2 separate regions of the Mus musculus genome follow, and region 2 is linked to region 1. The links are chromatin contacts, called in public HiChIP or PLAC-seq maps. All regions are on one chromosome and are shown on one strand. Each heading gives the region's core, a stretch centred on a gene start, on an enhancer-like site or on the middle of the called end of the contact. The rest is flanking DNA. Distances are from core to core; before and after follow the strand shown. Region 1 holds the start of Rptor (regulatory associated protein of MTOR, complex 1). Region 2 overlaps Rptor (regulatory associated protein of MTOR, complex 1).

Region 1 (2,579 bases), core at 27-2,526:
CCTCAGCATGGGTCTACGGAGGAACCCCCTTTCCCCATTCCTCCCCCTCCCCCCATAGAACATATTTTTTCTGTCTTTATCTTTTTATAAACATACCAGGATCAGTCAGAGCTCACTCTCAGTGGTGGCTTGCAATGCCTTCACATCTTGTTTGTTTGTTTTTCAAGGCAGGATTTCTCTCTGTAGCTCTGGTTGTTCTGGAACTACTAGCTCTGTAGACCAGGCTGACCTCCAACTAACAGAGATCCTCCTGCCTCTGCCTCCAGAGTGCTGGGATTAAATACCAGGCCCAGCTTTCAACCCTTCTCTTAAAGTGGATTTTTTTTTTTTTTTAAAGAAAGGGTCTTATTTTGTAGCTTAGGCTGGCCTGGGCATCTTTACAAGCTAAATTTTTATCCTTTTAGTAATATTCTTTAATATTATCCAAACTTTATGGTTCAGGAACCTAAGACTGAGAAAATGCAGCTTGAAATTAGTAACATTGACTAACAGAGGCTCCCCTAACACCAAAGCTGAAGGTGGGCTCAGTTGTTGACTGAACTCTAGCTAAAGGTTAAGAGTGTTTCACTAACCGGGGCGGTGGTGGCCAGCCTGGTCTACAAAGTGAGTTCCAGGACAGTCAGGGCTATACAGAGAAACCCTGACTTGAAAAACCAAAAAAAAAAAAAAAAAAAAAAAAAACAAAAAAAAACCAAAAAACAAAAAAACAAAAAACCAAAAACCAAAAAAAACCAAAAAGTGTCTCACTCGCACCCTGGTTACGAAAGGCTGGCACCTCGTTACATTTACTTTATATTTCCATTGCACCAAAGCAGTTCTCAGAGTGTGTCAATATCTGAGATTTACTGAACTGAACCAGAGAAGTCAACAGCAGGGAGGCTTGCTTCTGTGGGCAGCTTTAGACGTTTGCACATGAAACTGTAGCAAAATAAGAATATACTGTTCAGGAAATAAAGTATATCAGACAAAAAATTCGTAATCGATGAAATCGGTCTCTTTTAAAAGTGGAAATATCAAAAGAAAGTCCCGATAGTCTTATGTGTCTAATATCAATGGTCTTTTCTGAGGCTTTTTAAAAATACCACCTTTTAAAATCATGACGAAACCAAGTGGTTTCTTTCTTTAATATCAAGGCACGAAGCTTTGTTTGTAGTAGCAAAAAGCTTTTAAAAATAACTGAACGGACATAGTTTCAATCGCAAATGGTCTATTTTACTAGTGGAGATCAACTAAGGAGAAAAGACGTGGTAACCTCGGTAACGGCGTGGGGGAAGGGAGGACGGAACACCGAGCTCTACGCCCTAGCAGGGGTAGAGCGGTGAGAACGCTCGAAGAGGTTTGGCTTATTGGACGCGCCGTAGATAGCGGTGCATGCTGGGCCTTGGCAATATGGCGTCCTCCTTGATGTGCTGATGAGAGGAGTTTTCACTGTGGCTCCAGAGCAGAGGGCAAAACTCCCCTGACCTAATAAGCCCAGTGTCCCTGTGCTGTCCGCGGGCCCGTGTCGCGTGTGTATCGGGACTCGTTCCTGGGTAGGAGAGAGCCACGAAGCAGAAGGCCAGCACGGGCCTGGCCGCGCGGCCCGGTGGCTGAGGAGCCCGGCTGCGGACGGGCACGATGGGCCGGTCCTGGCTCAGGTTGCAGCCCCTCAGGCGAGTGCGGGACCCGCAGGGCTGAGAGCCGCTGGGCGAGCCCCGAAGCCCCCCGATCCCGATCCCTTGAGGCCTCAGCCGGGCCAGCACAGTCGGAGAAGCCGCCCTGCGAGCGGGCCGGCCTGCCCGCCGGGAGCCACTGAGGCGTTGGAGGCCGAGAGCCGGGTCATCGCCGGGCCTGAAGTCTCTCCCGCCTCCGCCAGTCCCGCTTGCCGCCCTCCTGACGGCCTGCAGAGCTGCGGGGGCCGGCGACCGGGCGCGCGTGTCGCCGCTCGTCCGGGTCCTGCGGGCTTGGGTACCCACGGGCTCGCCACCCACCCCGCCCCCTCCAACTTCGCGCTCAGAGTTCGAGATAAAGATCTCCGAGGTTTAGCCTCAATAAGGATCTTCGAACGCTCTGCCGCCGTCTCTATTCCCAGCTTCCCGTTTTCCCGTATTTTATTTTACCAGTTCTGGTCCACACTAGTTTTTAAGGCTGGAGGTTCTCGAGCGCCTGCTGCCAAGGACTCCCCCTCCCCCTCCTCCCCTGATGGAGTCGGAGATGCTGCAGTCGCCTCTTATGGGACTCGGGGAGGAAGATGAGGCGGACCTTACAGATTGGAACTTGCCTTTGGCTTTTATGAAGAAAAGACATTGTGAGAAAATCGAAGGCTCCAAATCTTTAGCGCAGAGCTGGAGAATGAAGGATCGGGTGAGTGGCTTCTCATGGCACCTTTTTGAGTTCGTAGTTTTCCAACTAAGAAAGTTCTGAGCAAGGACAGCCTTTTTAGAAGGATGCGGGTATTTCGAAGACACATGTTGCACTAAAATCCAAAAAGCTATTCCAGACTCGGGTTTTGGCTAGTCTCTTCTCACCGAGTAGCGTTAAAAACGAGTTTTAATTCAGAGGGGGGAAAAACACCAAATTAGGAACTATAGTTTCACAGA
Region 2 (2,579 bases), core at 52-2,551, 59 kb after region 1:
TAAGCCAGCCCCAATTAAAGTCCTTATAAGACTTGCCTTGGTCATGGTGTCTGTTCACACAGTAAAACCCTCACTAAGACAGAAATTGGAACCAGCATAGTAGGGTATTTCTGTGACAACCTGACCATGTTTTGAGGAGGACTTTGGAGCTTTGGGTTAGAAGATCCATTTGGTGTTAAGAGCTCTGCGGGATGTTCTGTAGGAGCTTGGAAGATAATGTTGAAAACACTGCCAACAATAGAGGCCTGGCTTGTGAAATTTCAGAGGGAAAATTAAAGACTCTTTTCAGGGCCATTGCTGTTTTGATTGTGAAGATTCTGTGGTTTTGGTTAGCTGGGGCTGAGGAATCAGCTGTGATTAACAAGATACCAGAACTACTAAAGCAAAACCTTTGCATTACTGGGACTATTGGTGCTGGTTAGCTGGAGCTAAGAAATTAGCGGTGATTAAGATCACTGAGGTAAAATCTTCTGGGAAGTGTTTTCTGAGAGCACAAAAAAGTTATGTTCCAGAGGTAGCCAAGGTTGTACCTCATGATACAGCTTGACTCGGTAATGTGTAAGAGTCACCCAGGTGGTACTGGTTTTGAAGGCACAAAGGGGTCATGAAGAGCAGCTGATGCTTGCCACTGTGAGAGGCCAGGAGAGGTCATTGGTGAAGGTGCAGCCTCAGTTGCAGTTGATGGCCCAGGACTGAAGGGGCCATGCAAAGGATTTGGGACTTAGCACCATGAAGAGAGCCTATGAGAGGCTATTGGTGAAGCCTAGTTGTAGAAGACAGCAGTGGTTTGGAGATGCTAGTACCATGAGATGACCATCAAGAACAGCAGCAGCAGTGGGGCACAGGCAGCCGGAGCCTAGAAGACAAGGTGTGTGCCACAAAAGGCAGAGCTGGAGGAGTGACCCAGGCTCTTGGAGAAGCCTAGAAGGTCGTGAGTGGATCCCAGACATTGAACAGTTGGAGTTTGATTTTGCTTTTGATTGTGACTGTTCCCTGATATTTTTCCCTCTTGAAGTAAGAAAAATATTTTAGTGGAGCCCATAGTTAAGAGATGTCGAACTGTAGAAAGACTTTGAATTTCAAAAGTGATTGGGTATTTTGAGGGGATTGAAAATTTAATATGTAAGAATTTGCAAAGACTGTGGGACTTTTAAAATTATTTAGATCTTGGGATGAATAAGAAAGTAAGGGTTGAGGCTTAATAGTGATGTGTTTGTGTGTCAACTTGACACAGCTGGAGCTATCCCAGAGAAAGGCCAGAGATCCAGCTGGAAGGCATTTTCTCAATTAGTGATCAAGCAGGGAGGGCCCAGCCCATTGTGGGTGGAGCCATCCCTGGGCTGGTGGTTTTATAAGAAAGCAAGCTGAGGCGGGCTGGCGAGATGACTCAGCAGGTAAGAGCACTGACTCGGTTCAAATCCCAGCAACCACATGGTGGCTCACAACCATCTGTAATGGGATCTGGTACTCTCTTCTTGAGTCTGAAGACAGCAACAGTCTTTTTTTTTTTTTTTTTTTTTTTTCGAGACAGGGTTTCTCTGTGTAGCTCTGGCTGTCCTGGCACTTACTTTGTAGACCAGGCTGGCCTCAAACTCAGAAATCCACCTGCCTCTGCCTCCCAAGTGCTGGGATTAAAGGCGTGCGCCACCACTGCCCAGCACAACAGTCTTTAAAAAAAAGAAAGTAAAGCAAGCTGAGCAAGTCAGGGGAAACAAGCGTCAGCTCCTGCTTCCTGCCCTGCTTGAGTTCCAGTCCTGACTTCCTTTGGTGATGAACAGCAACGTGGAAGTGTCAGCTGAATAAACCCTTTCCTCCCCAACTTGCTTCTTGGTCATGATGTTTGTGCAGGAATACAAACCCTGTCTAGGACAGCTAGTGAGGCGATGGGAGGTGGAGGGCTGCTTGCAGTATCCGAGCAAGTCGCCCGTAGGACTAGTTGCCATCCTGTGACTGTCATGCATGTGACCATGTAGTAGGCTACAGACTAGTGTTACATGCCAGGTCTTAGCAGTCAGAGAACCAAGATTTCATTAAGACCCCGGCTTCGTTCCCCCAGGCTCACTCTGCCTGCTGGGATGCTTTGAGTCTCTGTCTTCCTGAGAGGAGCTGATAGTGCCACCTTCCTTATGACTCAGGGGCACTGACTGGGACCCTGGGATCAGCTCCATGCAGAGACCTGGACAGGGGCTTTTTTTGTCATGTCTCAACACCCTAAAACTTCTACTTTGTTATGCTATAATTAATACTAGGTAATTAGTAAACAACGGAAATTTACAGTTCCTAGTTCTGTAGATTGTAAAACTCAAGGTCCACATGTAGCAGATGGTGTGTCTCGTTTCTGCTTCCAGGCTGTTGCCTTGAACATCCTCACCTGGTAGGACAGGGCAAAGGGGCTAGCTAGTTGTTTCCAGCTCCAACTCCCCCACCCTTTAATTAATACCCCTCCCCCCCATTTCTTGGTGTAGTTCTGTCTGTCCTGGAACTTGCTCTGTAGACCAGGCTGGTCTTGAACTCAGAGAGATCTGCCTGCTCTGCCTCCTTAGTGCCACCACCACCTAACTTGCAGCCCTTTTAATAAA

What was found. HiChIP or PLAC-seq counts read pairs in DNA pulled down with a chosen protein or histone mark.
Region 2: a contact with region 1 is called in an H3K27ac HiChIP or PLAC-seq map of embryonic stem cells, with 8 read pairs. The contact joins the enhancer-like site here to the promoter of Rptor in region 1. A contact is called at or near these places in 1 of 15 datasets of contacts at CTCF or cohesin (CD8 T cells), 2 of 484 Hi-C or Micro-C datasets (the G1E-ER4 cell line and embryonic stem cells), 7 of 115 datasets of contacts at active chromatin or transcription factors (the SCID.adh cell line, bone marrow-derived macrophages, cardiomyocytes and 2 more) and 3 of 9 other capture datasets (adipose tissue, liver and pancreatic islet).

The regions. Positions count from the first base shown.
Region 1 is chr11:119,601,629-119,604,207 of GRCm38.p6, forward strand. It overlaps Rptor (regulatory associated protein of MTOR, complex 1), which reads left to right and starts at 1,277. Exons shown (of 34, transcript NM_028898.3): 1 at 1,277-2,343. The coding sequence starts at 2,182.
Region 2 is chr11:119,660,285-119,662,863 of GRCm38.p6, forward strand. The region is part of intron 2 of Rptor (regulatory associated protein of MTOR, complex 1); the gene reads left to right. Among named protein-coding and RNA genes, the nearest start is that of Rptor, 59 kb to the left of the region's middle. Within about 2 kb of position 1,302, at least 38 of the 459 cell types and tissues checked have an H3K27ac peak or open chromatin away from gene starts, as enhancers often do. A contact at or near this core is called in the G1E-ER4 cell line, embryonic stem cells, liver and 1 more, where this site is marked.